Regions from separate parts of the Acanthopagrus latus genome. Here region 2 is linked to region 1. The links are chromatin contacts, called in public Hi-C maps. All regions are on one chromosome and are shown on one strand. Each heading gives the region's core, a stretch centred on a gene start, on an enhancer-like site or on the middle of the called end of the contact. The rest is flanking DNA. Distances are from core to core; before and after follow the strand shown.

The links. A called contact is a pair of places that touch in the nucleus more often than the background predicts.
Region 2: a contact with region 1 is called in a Hi-C map of muscle, with 4 times the contacts expected there. The contact joins the promoter of macrod1 here to the promoter of ccdc88b in region 1. A contact is called at or near these places in 3 of 4 Hi-C or Micro-C datasets (liver and muscle).

Annotation. Positions count from the first base shown.
Region 1 is chr18:23,244,454-23,251,556 of fAcaLat1.1, reverse strand. ccdc88b (coiled-coil domain containing 88A) reads right to left here and starts at 3,908. Exons shown (of 28, transcript XM_037077551.1): 1 at 3,848-3,908; 2 at 1,405-1,553. The coding sequence starts at 3,859. It overlaps rom1b (rod outer segment membrane protein 1b), which reads right to left. Exons shown (of 5, transcript XM_037077553.1): 5 at 6,836-7,070. The coding sequence ends at 6,837.
Region 2 is chr18:23,440,860-23,447,962 of fAcaLat1.1, reverse strand. macrod1 (ADP-ribose glycohydrolase MACROD1) reads left to right here and starts at 3,788. Exons shown (of 9, transcript XM_037078164.1): 1 at 3,788-4,343; 2 at 5,785-5,883; 3 at 6,936-7,043. The coding sequence starts at 3,929. It overlaps fermt3b (fermitin family homolog 3b), which reads right to left and starts at 3,295. Exons shown (of 15, transcript XM_037078150.1): 1 at 2,324-3,295; 2 at 526-688. The coding sequence starts at 649. trnaw-cca (a tRNA gene) reads right to left here and starts at 113; the gene lies at 42-113.

The sequences.
Region 1 (7,103 bases), core at 2,659-5,158:
CAACAAACACAGACTCCGATCTCGTCTTGCCAGTTTGAGGGAGAGAAAAAGGCTTTATCCTGCCCGAAATTTGAGCACAGAGATAAGGAATTCATTAAAGATGACTAACAGGCTGGCACATATGCAGAAACCCATTTCATGATTCACTGGAAATTTGTGGCAAATATGAATGGGTCGTACATTTATGCCATCCTTTCACACAGGCTGCAGAACAATGCCTGGTTACAAAAGGGAATGTGATGAATGTTGCATCAAATTTCATGCGAGTAAAAAACAAAACTAAGAGCCGTGCCAGCAGCTCTGTGAGGCAGCACTCAGGTCTAGCAGTGCAAATAATAACTTAGCTAAAATACTGATATTAAAGAGGCAAGTTCAACATCTTAGTTTGGCATGTTAGCGCGCTAACATTTGCTCCATGTTAACATAAAACAAAGAACGAGACAAGTTTGACATGTTGACCTCACGATGGCACTAGACTTCATGTCAGGAGTTCACCAAAGTGATTACAAGTTGTAAGTTGGGGGTGTGGATGTGTACATGACAATCCATCCTGTAATTGTAGAGACATTTCATGAGAAACACAAATATGAATCCTAGAGGAAAGGTCAGAGGATTACCAAGAGTAACGTTCATCCTCTGAGGACCATGACCATGCAATAGATGCTATTCATTTCGCCACAAATTTTAAAATTACGGCACAAAGGAAGAGCATCTTCTACTGTTATTGTTGATTTCCCATTGTTGATTGTTGATTGATTGTTTTGTTGTTCAATATCCCCAGATAACGATGGAAAAACTGGAATAAACGTGTAAATAAAAAGAACCCCACTCAGAAGATGACAGAGGAAGAAGGATGGAAACTGAGGTAAAGTAAGTCTGAAGTGTTAAATTTTGTTCCCCCCTTGATGTGTGTTTCTCTTGACAACTGGGACTTGACTCGGTTCAAAACCAGCATTCTTTCTACTGGATTGTTTAGTAGCAAACCAATCAAAACAACCGAGGCTTTAACTTAGATTGTGATCTCTCGGCCAAATTGAGATTCTTACAGCTTTTTTGTTTTGTCGCTTCGGACAGAAGCTGAGCTGCTCGCGGTAGCCATGTTGCTAATGTGCTCGTAAAAGCAGTGGCCACAGTAATACCACAGCTAAACACTGGGAGTTGAATTATATTATGATGTAAAATGGTTCCTCACTCAAATGTTGGCCTTTTTGCAACTAACTGCATGGTTTAACAAATGTATTTTTCTGTTTGCAACATAAAATATTTCCACAAATATCTTAAAATAAGCACTTATAAATTTCTATTTTTAATTAAATCTCATCTGTCCTTGTCTAGTCACCACTTCCACCACAGCCGGTGTGTAACCGCGAGACAATGGAGCAAGAAAATCTTGATCAATCTTACATGACCCGCATGACCTCATTGAGGAAAATCCCATTGGTCAGCCTCATGTAGCGTTCCCGGGCACTCTGGGAAACTGAGTTCACTTCCATGTACTGGCTATAGAGCGGGGCGCCGTCCTCTCTCTCCACCATCTTGTCAAACAGCTGAACCTGAAAGAGACATGAGGAAAAGCATGAGCGTGTACCAAGGAAACCAGAGAAGAAGAAGGGGGTCGCTGCGTCACTGAATCCTTGCTCTGGTGCCAGACTTTGCTGACAGCTGTATTGAAGCCTATGGGAGATGCATTGAGAATAACACAAGATATCTACTTCGTGTGACTTCTGAAGATGAAATGCTTCCAGAAAATAACAGAACACACTTCAGAGAGATGGTGAACCACTGATTTTCTTTTTCCAAATGACTGACAGGGCTGATAATATCGTGACCAAACCAAGTGACACTGCAATAACGCTGCGACTCAAAGGAGCTTTCTCCAAAAAGAAATCAAATGAATAGAAATGTGCTCTTTTATTTTCTGGCGGCATCTCTTCATCAGGCGTCGCTCCACGCAGATACGCTAGGTTTTAGTGTGTTTCTCCCGGAGACTGTCACCACAGTCTGGCGCCAGAGAAAGATTTTGTGACGTAATGACTGTTCCATCGTTTCTTTTTCCTTTCCTTGACGAGGACGAGGGAGAACGAGAGAGGAAGAGACGAGGAGGGGGATGGAGAGGTTCAAACATTTTTCACACAGGAAGCCACTTGAGTTGGTGCACCTGTCTGGACAGGTGGAATCTGTGCTCTCACACTGGGAAGCACTTCACAGTGACAGGCAGCCAAGCAGGACCGAAGCCAAGGTCTCTCCCTCTCTGTGCTAAGAAGAGCTGTGCCAATGCAAACTGCAATATAATGAGGCTTATTCCCACCTGCACCCTCTAAAAAAACCGCACTGTCGGTAAACAGAGTAACAAGCTCGAGTTGGTTCAGTATGATAAGGTGAGGCAGAGCGGCTCCAGACCCTGAGCGACAGGATAGACAGAGAGCAGCACCAGTGGACGTCCTTCAGCCTATGTGAAGCAGGGTGAAAACTCTCGTGTCAGTGAATAACCACCCTGCTGAAGCGCCCTTGAGCCAGCTGCGGGCATCCTGTTGAGCCTCACCTCTGACCCCCTCTCTGGAAGAGGGCAACTTTAAAGAGTACCCTCGAGGGTTCAGTACAGTATCACATTATATCATAAATACTGCTCATTGACCAGAAGAGGGAGAGAGAGAGAGAGAAAAAAAAAAAATCCCCTCGGGCTGATTGGTTTCCCATGTGGAAAACCCAGCTGGAAATCCAGTCTGTTACAAACCCAACAAATCCTCAACATATTTTAGAGATCATTTTCTCTTTTATACACAGCACATGACTTCATATTAGTTTCAAACGAGAGATGGCCCAAGGACACGGAAGTTTCACGGCTAGCACAGGAAAAAAAAAAAAAAAAAAGTTGGCCACTAAGAGGCGAGGGAAGCTGCCAAAAGGAGAAGTAGGGTGTTTGTTTTGCTGAACACAATGGCAAGAAGGCTTTATCTAGGCTTTTTAGCTGTTTAGTCTGCTCTCCTTTTTATATGTATCAAAGTAAATGGAACAGGAAAAAAAAACTGTAAAAGACACTGAGTGTTTGTGACTGTAAAATAATAGTGCTCTCTTCAGAATAAGCCTCAGTCCAAGGCCGATTTCTACAGTTTTAACACTGTGTGATTCCCTGCAGAAAAGATGACCTTTCCTCTAACTGAGAGTGATAAATGATAAATGACGTACCCATTGCGCCAACGCACTTTCCATGAATTCCTCTATTATCTCCATAATGTTAGAGTCCATTGTTGTGTCAGGAGAGCTGCGATACTCTCCACAAGGCAGCTAATTAAAGAGTATTATCAACGCCATGCGTGCAATGAATCAAAGGGAGAGAATCCATCTTGTGTCAAGTGAAGTAGTTTGACATTTGTGCGGCCCTTCCCCTCCTCCTCCCTGCCTCTTCCTCTCTCTGACTGTGTGTCAGTTTCATTGCAAAACCACACCGGAATTTACTAAACGCACATGTTGCTTCATTTTTTTTTTTTATTTTTTTTTTCTCCTAGCCGACAGTAACACACGCCCTCAACACGTCGGCTGACGTCGGCCCACACGGGTATTTTCACAGATAGTAGCCCAGGAGACTGAACATAAACAAAAAATGACGAAAAGTGAATGGAGTTTGGTGCGGGTTTACGGGGATTGACGATGTTGTGCCTCGTTAATATCACATTTTTAATATCCGGCATTTTTCATAGACATACGCATGTGGAAATGCATTGATTTGACATATGACATAGCTCAAAACACGTTGCTGCATAATGTGAATTACAGTTGCTTATGGAGCGGGTTATTTGCATAAGAAGCCCACGCAGCCCCACAGAGTTATTTCAGCTCAGTAACTTACTGGTTTTCTCATGAACAGGACGACTGGAGTTATTACGGTGATTAAACGTGTCAGGGATGCAGGGTCGCCAGTATTAAAAACGGATTCAAATCCAAATTCAAGCACTGTCCAATAGCGAACTCTGGTGGTTAAAAATAAAACATAAAGTTCATATTTGCCCATTTAAGAATGCATTACATCATTATTTCCGTAACAACAGCACCAGGGGAAGTTGTTTTATTTTGGTGCAGCACTTCCTGTTGTTACATGAACACATATCTCTGTACCTGCAGAACAGTATTAGTCATTTTGTAGAGACTCACTCTGTTCAGGATATGGTTTTATAGTTGTTTATTTATATCATGTGGTGCTGTTTTACGGTCAGGGGAAGCCATTTGAGCACACAGATGATCAATAAGTGTCTTCATGTAGAGAACACGATATAGAGTTAGAGTGTTTGATACTACGGTTCGTTTACTTAAATAATTGCGACAAAACAGTGATATTCAAGCCACCGATAAAATTACCTTGCATAGTCAGTTCTTACACACAGTTGAGCACAAAAAGAACAAAACTTTGACCCAAGACAGACACAGAAAATTCAGTCTGTTATCTACTCGACCACACGCTCCATGATGGAAAGTTGGGTGAACTTTCGCAGTCCACAAAACATTTCTGGAGCTTCATGGCAAAACGGCGTCCCAGCGTTATCCCCAAACAACTGAAGCGGACGAAGCACAGGCCCCGAGTTGGAAAGAGGTTATATGCAGCCTGGACGCAAGGTCAAGTTATGTACCCACCTCAGACATTTTTTGCTGAGCAGCTATAATGAATCTTTCTGCTAAAGAAGTTGTAAATAATCTCTTTACAAACCAATTTGAGATCTCTGGGTTTCTGGAGACTTGGATTATTTCAGAAAAGCTGCGTGGAGCCATTTTATGATTGAATTTTCATTTTTGGGTGAACTTACCCTTTTATTACTCTTATTAGTGACAACAAAAACATGTTTTCTGCTTCAGTGTGTCATTATGAAGTGTTGTTGGCGCAGTGTGAGTTAGAATAATGAAACTATCAGTGTTTGTGCTGCTTCCCTTTAAAGTTTTGCTGTCACTGTACAGATTTGTCTGCCAACAGTCACGTGGTCATGCAGTTAAAGGAAGGTCAGCTGGGGATCCATTTCTATCAAGACTGAAATGATTGGTGTTGTTATTTGCAGCTCAGGAAGAAAATCTGCATGTTGCTACTTTTTAAGACAACTAACTGCAGTTACTAACTTTCTGTACATTAAAGGCGCTTTAGTTTTGTGGAGGAAATTTTCAAATCAGAAGTAAACGGTTATTCACTGACGGAATTGTATGCCGAAACAAACTAAATTTAAAAAATGCTTTGTCTTCATAACTGAAAAACTGAATGAACAAACTGACCTTGAAGGACAACACGATTTCATGCTGTTGTACTTTTATGTGTGGCGGACCCTGCCACCTTTCTAGTTTCAAACAGTGTTCTGGAATTATTCTACAAAACTACATAGTGCCCCTTCAGTCATTGAAATACAGGTAATGTACTTGAAGTAGGTTGCTGCAATATACCAATACTGAACATAATATGATAAAAAAAATTTAAAAAATCAATACTGACCTGTGTTAATCATATACGTATGATATTACTGTGGCAATAATCCAGTGTGGATGTTATGACTCACCTGGTTACCTTTTCACTATTCATCATGTGTAACTGTTTGTCACAAACTCTCTCCACCTCACTGCTCTAATATTTTAAGTGTAATACATGTGCTAATTAAAAAAACAACAGTAAACTAAAGCAATGGAAACAATTCTAACTTTCATTAATATCACAGTATATAAATATTTATATAATATATAAATTCATTTGGCCATGACAGTCATGTAAGGAAAATCTTAAATCCTGACAGTCCTGGTTTGAAGGATGCCTGAAACCAAACGTCCAGCCTGACCTCTCGTGTACCAAACCTGTGTTTGAATATCAAAGAACCCGCCTCTCTGCGACCACTGTTAGGATTAAAATAAAACATTCATTGTCCTCATTCTGTGATAGAGTTTTATTCAAGAAGAATGAGCACACATTGGATATACCTGTAGCTAGGACAGATCACCATCAAATATCCTTTGCAAATAAAAAGCATTTTAAAAACTGTGTTAGCGTTACAAAACAACCTCCGACGACATGTTGGATGAGCGCGCTGTCGAGTGTGTTCCTGCGTGCTGTCAGTGTGTGCTGATACTGCTTGTGCAGCAGGTCTGGGATTAACCATACCAGGATTATCAGATTGTTTCAGAGCTGCCAGAATAGACACAATGACAGCTTCATATAGGGCAATCGCACTCACACGCACGCACACTCACAAACACACGCACTTAATCCAACTCTCCTTTGCTGAACTCAGATAACCCACACTCTATTATTTTACGTGTACAAAAGGAAGCCAACACTACTTAGCAGTCAAAAACTTCTACCTTTAATATATAATTCATGTTTCCACATTTTAAACAGGTTCCTAAGCATTTCATTGCAGTTTAGTACAAAGTCTACAGCTGGGTGATGAATAATACAAATGCAAATTGAGCATTATGTACCAAATGAAGTGAGCCAAATGTCAAAACATTTTTGATGTTCGTGTTTGTGAACGCTACACCCATTTAAACTGACTGTACTCTCTTCTAGTTACAACAAAAAGTACTACACATCTCCTGGACAGGTTCTCCGATGGTTACACATTCATGAGCTCCTGCGCCGAGGAGATGTTTGTTTTGGTGTCTGTGCAGGGCCTGATAAGATTCCCTATGTGTTGCCTTGTTTTGGCCATGTGGCTGCTGCACTGGTTGAGCATAAATCAAGCCTAACGTGTCACAAACAGGTGTTCTCCCTGCCACCAGCCGACTCACACAACCCAGAAACCTCAGACACCCCCTCCCCTCCCACCCTGCATCCCTTCCTCCTCAGCTCACGTTTAAATCATCCCCCCTCCTCTCTAGCTGGCAGCGCTATCAGGTCCCTTCTCTGCGTCTGCAGGAGACTCTTCGGCGGCGTTGGGGTCGACCTGACCAAACTTAAGCAAGGTGAGGACCTTGGTTTTTACGTCTTCGAAGGTTTCCTTCACACTCTTCTCCAGGATATAACCCTCGCTGTCACCCTCTGGGTCCTCCAGAGCCATGGCTCCTTCCACGGCCGTCTGCAAGAACCGGAGGCTCACAAGCACAGAGAGCTGGAAGGAAAGAAGCCGTAAAGACACTTTAAA
Region 2 (7,103 bases), core at 2,539-5,038, 200 kb before region 1:
TATAAAAGCCATTCAGTGTGTTTGTGTCAATCACAAAAACTTGACCCTGACGTGATTTGAACACGCAACCTTCTGATCTGGAGTCAGACGCGCTACCGTTGCGCCACAGAGTCTATGTTTGCTACCAAACAGGTGAAGCAATCGCGCAACGCATTTAACAGAGCTCTTTAGATTGTTTAATAATTCAATAACTATCCTACTAACGAAACAATTAAATTGCCTTTATTGTCATTCTAAATCATTAAAAAAGTCGACATGTTTCGACCGTTTGGTCTTCATCTGGACTCTCCTTCCTCAGTTTCTTGATATTTTATTTCAAGAAACACATGCTTAAGTAATGCATGAACTCATGATGATTGAACGTATGGGGGGTGTATAATTAATCTCTGTTAATGTGTTAACTATACTCTGTGTGTGGATTCCTGCATGCCCATGCAAATGATATGTAATGTAACTATTTTTAGTTTGTGCCCGGTGTCTGAGAGAAAGACGGAGACAAACACAGGCAAACAGAGAGTGACCCACGTGTCTTTTCCACCAGCTTGAGGATGACTCCTCCAACATGGAGGTCAGAGGCCACGCTGAGGGTGACAGGAGGCGCATCAGGGCCCAGGTCCTCCACTGTGACTGACAGGTCCCACGCCGCCATGCTGGGAGCAAGAGTGAGAGAGATCTACAGGAGACAGGTCTGATGGAGAAGAGGAGACAGGAGAAAGCAGGATAGACAAACATGGAGAGAGGGAGATTTAGTAACACTGTCAAACTGTTGACAGATTGTTATGAAAGGCTGCGAAACAAATGCTCTTCGAATGATCTGCTACGCTTGACAAATGTAATTTTTTTGTGTTTTTGTTGAGCAAAAATATGGGACAGCTCAGACAAAGTGGTGAAGGACAAGTAGATAAATAATACTTATGATGCATCACTTCACTGAGGCTGCTCTTTCATTTGTTTTCCCCCCACACTGTTTAAACGGCACATTACGTTTGAACCAAGTCTAATATGAAAAGTGTTCAAATACAATGCGATCCCAAATTTAGCATTTAGGCAATTATTTAGTGCCACGACTAATGAATTATGAACTTTAATACATGTATAAATTGATAAACATATGAAAGAAAATTTAAGTTTCTCTCTGGGATCAATAAAAAAACTTCAGATATCAACAAATATTTTCTAACGTATTTCATAACAGTGCATAGAAAATGATGGCTAAAATCTGATGATGCTTTTTTAAGAAGGACAAAAAGAACATTCATTAGCAACAGGATAAACAACATTTAAAGCAACATTATGTGGAAACTGGCACTTTGTGCGATTTGGCGCCCCCCAGAGTTTAAGTGTGCAACACCACTGTTGCAAATACAAATAATGTCTGTAACAATTTGTCGATTTGTAGGTGCTAACTACAAATAAAACTCATTACATCATAAGAATGTTTGTCTCATGTATGTTGAAATAAACACGTTGTGATCCTACCATCTCACTGAAGTTACAGTGCAGAGACAAGTGATAGAGGGGCGGAGTGGCTGAGACAGAGACACGGTACCATCAACATGAGTTAGAAGCTGTTATTATAAGGTAAAAAAGTGACATGATGTTGTTATTGGTAACTTGATAGCTTACTTCAGCTCCCCAGAGCACTGAAGATAGTAAATGACAAAAAGGGAGAACAAACGACCCGTCTATCATAATTTAGACAATCAGCTGTGACGAAAAAAGGCTCAAACTCATGGTTCAGTATCACATGATACTGAGTAGCACCAACACACACACACACACACACACACACACACACTGTATGAGTGAGTTGACTTTGGCAACATGTCCAGTTTGATGGATTTACTTCCTGTTTCTGACTTGAACTATCACCAGGGACACACGCTTCCGCTTTCTGACCCGCCCAGGGTGAATGTTCATCCAATGCCGATACCGCAACCAACTGTATGTGTATGAAAGTGTAAACCCACCTTAAAAATATCAATTTAAAGGATTAAAATGTTTGTCTTTCCTCCATGTATCTGTATTTTCAAGGAATATACCACTGACAGTTAGACAACAATGAACAGATGACATGCATGCACCACTCTTTACCTCCTTTGGAAGCCTAAACTTTATTTATCTGCATGTTTCTGAATATAAGTTCTGATCTGTGACCAGTTCACCTGATGTGATCCAATGATCGACCTCACATCTACAGATTTAATACAAAAGCCTCACACGTACATCTTGCCTGAACTCTCGGCCTTCATGCTTTCTCCCTTTCTCTCACGGTGTCACAAGCACTCACTCACACACACACTCACACTCTGAAAGACAGTACCGTTAGTCTCCTTGGTCCAAGGTTTTGAGAAATTTAGACTCGGGGAACTCCTGGGCCTCTGTCAGATCGGTGAAGAAGTTTCCCAGTTGTTTTTCTGTGAAAATTTGCAGTAGTTTCGCCTTTCTCAGGCTGGGCAGGTTGTGGTCTGTCGGCGTTGCTTGTGTCACTTTTGTCAGGCTTGTTCCTTTTTTTTTTTTGTCAGTTTCCGCCAGCCGGAAATGTGAAAAGGGTTTCATGATTTGAGTGACAGGCTGTTAGAGTGATGCATATTTGGCAATGTGTGTGTGCAAGGGCATGCAGCCTATTTGGGGGAGAGATATGAAATGTTAAATGAACAGATGCACACTATCACTCTCCCTTTGTCTTTCTTCTCCCATTTCCTTTTTTTTCGAGACCTGTAAGCACACATGAAATAGTTTGATTATTGATCATGTTGCAAGATCAGCAATAAGTATTTGGGTGTGGGTTAGTAATGCCGCATTTTAGCAGCTGACAGCTGTCAGAGTTTATGCCTCAGAGGCTGAGTAAAGAATATTTAGGCAAAAATAAAGCTATGAGAGGCAAAATAAATGATAATATCCCTCTAAAGGTGGCAGCAGTTTTAAGGATTTACAACATAATAGTATGACTACATTTTTCCACACATTCAGATGTAGGCCTACAAACAGCTAGCGGGTACCACACTTATGCAGCCTTCGGGAGGACTTTTTTCTACAGTGTGTTAATAAGGAAAATAATGGTATTAATATGTATGAAAACCCACTTAACATTGTGTATTATAATCTAAAATCAAACAGCCTACTGTATGGTATATCAAATAGTGCTGCAGAATACTTGGTTTTATATATTTTCCCACAAACGTCCTGTTTACTACAGATGGCTTACGTTTTATCTCCCCTTGCTGGAATACTAGCTGGGTTATATTTAGCCCACTAGCATGTTGTGGCATTTAAATATGACCTCAACATTAGTTAGGGATACTGGTGCATATATGCGTGTGCACGGATGTGCAAAAAAGTCAAATTGAATGTGTCATAAAAACACAAAATAAAAATTCAAATATGTCACAGAGCAAACAATCAAGCACTTAAATATCCCTAACTAACTATATAAATAAATAAATAAACATTTGGTCCGCTAGTATTTTTTGTTCGGCCAGTGTGCCTTCATTTTTTAATTCTAATATTTCCGACAGTCCTGAAGGATGCGTAAGCTTGTGGTCATTCGCTTCGGCTTCCCCATGTCAACTCAGTAGGGGTTTACACTCAGAGTTGAGACTGAAACATAGAAACGCTGGTAACACTGCAGCATATCCTTCTCATTAGTCATTAACTAAATTCCTAACGCCGCCAATTTACACCACATTAACGCATATCTAAACTTTTAAAAGCCTGTTGTCTTCCCAGCAGCAGTCACTTAGCACCCCTCGTAAATGGTACATTCCACACGTTAACGTCTAAAAACAAATATGGCACATGAGAGCGTTTGGTGACAGAGGTGTGTACGCTCCTAGTCGAAAACGAAACCGAACCACGGCGTGGCTGACTCGGTGACATTTGAGTTACAGCAGCACGATCCGTGTGGTCCCCTCGGCGTCACTCAGGCATGGCACTGCAAATATCAGCTCTATTTTCATACATCAGAGCCCCTCTGTGCACCGGCCCTGTGCCCCGTGTCCGTGCTACCTTCCCGGGTGTCAAGTTCAAACACATTTTAACTAGTGGGAGCCGCCAGCTCGGGGGGAAGCCAGCAACAAGTCCTGTCCGCGGCCATATTAACGTTGCCGCCAGAGCCGAGAAGTTCTCTACAACAGCGACAGCAGGGTTTTGGAAGTCCAACCAGGGGAACGGTTCCTCCTCACCCGGGGGGAGGAGAGGCTGGCTGGGTAAAGTCGCCCTCGGTGCCGCCCTCGGAGTGGGCACAGTCGCGCTGGTCCAGTCTCTCCACACCGGAACCCTCACCGCCATGGCCCTCAAAGTTAACCTGAACTCCGATGAGGGAGGCTGGAAGGAGACCAAGGGTGAGACTGTGCAACCGAAGTCCTGAGGATTTTAATTTAACGTGACAGCAGCCGCCCTGCGCCGTGCTTTATCAATAGACGGAGGAGAAACCTGCGAGCTGTTACATGGCCTACAAACACCTGTCCGGCTGTCAGTTAGTGAGCCTGTGTGCTTTTAAAATGGATGCTGGTCAAATCAAACAGTCATCACAACAAAGCAGCAACACGAATACATACATACATACATACATATTAGACCCTAAAACAGTTAAAGTTCTAATGTTGTCATCTGTAATGTCAAATCACAGTTAGCGCACCATTAACTATATGATATATACAATAGCCTTCATTAAAAACAAACAAAAAAACATGATGTAACACAGAATATGTATGATATAGAAACATTTGAACTTCAGCTTATAATCATTACAATCAATTATGTATCCCAAAAGTGATGTCTCGTGTTCAGTTGCTCAACAAATAAGCTCCTCAGAACTTTGTTTGAAGCGAGAAAGGTGGCAGGGTCCGCCAAATATAAACAAAGTACAACAGTGTCATTGTGTTGTGCTTTAATGTCCGTTTACTTGGTGTATTCAGTCAGAAAATTGAAGATAGTTTGTTTATTGGCATTGAAAAACAGGCAATAAAGATCTTTCTGTTCTGATCCAAAACTATATAGTGCACCTTTAATTTGAGACTGTTGAATGCAAAAAGTAAATTATAGAGTTTGGGAAGTTGTGACTTGAAACTCTTTTTTGTTTTTCATTCAGTAACCTGTTTTCTAGACAGCTGGCTTATAAACCTGTCAACATTAGTTTAGGTGCTGTCATCATATGGCAGTCTGTCAATATTCACTTTTACCCTATTGCTGACAGTTTGTCTTGGCACTTATCTATCCTTGCTCCTGTCATTTTTTTGCAAAGCTGTTCTGTAACTTTTGTCTTCTGCTCTGTTGTGTTGGCTTGCTGTATTGTTTGTCTTCTGTCGCTCTGTAATTTGCTCTGCTTTTGTTGCTGCCCATGTCTTTGTCGTGCTTTTACTGAAACCGACATGCCTTACATTATGATTTCTGTTTGGCATACGTATGCACAGTCCCTGAGAAATAAACTGGATAAATTAATAAATACAAATAAAATCAGTAATCATAATCAATTGATCAAGTGATTTATTGGCTTAACACAGTATGTTGTTGTCTTTATATTGTAAATCTCTACTTGAACAAACTTGAAATACACAAAAAAACATTAGGATCAAAATCTCACAGTAGAAATGATACTGTACATGAGCTTCTTTAGGAGCTTATTTGTCCTAAACTTCATTAAACGTAATTTCTTCAGGCTGGTATGCTGAAAGTACCATAGTTCTCTGTTCCGTCACTTAAATATTTTTTTACAAAATGTTTCTTTCAAGTCAAGCTAAAGAGATTATTAACTGCCTGTTCTCTCTCTCCATCATCTCTCAGACTTCTTACTGTCTCTGTCGGTGAAGGACAGGCGTCAGTACTACAGGACTTCCGGCTTCGTGCCACTGGATGACATCCCAGTGTGGACTCCCGCTGCAGGTCAGACTCCCAACATCAATCACAATCACTGTCAAGTTCATTCAGGGTCGGGTGGTCGTGGTGTTGAGGCTTTCTGGGAGGGGGTCCAAAGACAGGATCTCTCTGACTAGTTTTATCCTGTAGTGGACTAAATCAGGTTGAATAACTTGCACACTCAGAGCATTTCAACTTCACATGTAACTACAGGGGAGTCTCTGTGCATTATACAAAATAACAGAAAAGAAAACATGCAGAAGTAGACACACATACACTCACTCACTCACTCACTCACTCACTCACTCACTCACACACCTACAACAATGTTAATATGACAGGGTAGCTAGCCCACTTTTCATCAAGGTAAAACAGAAAGCGATTTGAGTTCCCAGTCAGTGAAATCAGGAGGGATCATAGCGACAACAGAAAACAATGTGTTTTTTTCGGTCTGTAATTCAAAGTGCCAACAAAGCTTGACTCTCAAATGTGCAGTGGTAGATGATTCCAGAAAAGAGGAGCACAGTAGGCACAGGCCTGACTACCAACAACAGTTCTAATGAGAGATCAGGCTGTAAATGTATGAGGGAGCCAGTCCATTTAAAGCCTTGCAAGTAAAAAGGAGAATTTTGAAGTCACTTTTTGTCTGAATCAGTTGCCAATACAGAGACATCACTAACGATGTTACTCCCATATTATTATGTTTATTATAAATAACACATAACAATAAGCTCATTTTGATTTGACTTCTGTCAGAATTCAAAATTTATTCTCAGAATTCAGCAACTGGCCCAATAAAATCCAACTCATATTGAAGTTTGTTTGCAATACATTTCTGTTATTTGTATAAAACGAATTACTTATTCTTTTATCTTGATATATATTTGTTGAACCAATGTTTTTTGTGTAGATCTCTGATTGTTGGTTAATACATTTTTAATCTGATTAATTCTTAACTCCTGATTAACCGTTAACACCTCAGTATAGAAACAAACCACCAAGACTTAGTTATTATGCAAACTGATCAGGTAATCCAATCTTGACAGTGAATGTACTGCGTGTGTCTGTCTCATTATCAGGTGGATCTGGGCAAACTCGCTACAAGAGGAATGAAAAACTGGACCAGAAGATTTCCCTCTACAGCGGTGACATCACCAAACTGGAGATAGATGCTATCGTCAACGCAGGTATGTGTGTGTAAGCGAGCGACGAGTGTCAGTGTGTAGATTAGGTGGTCGCTGATGATC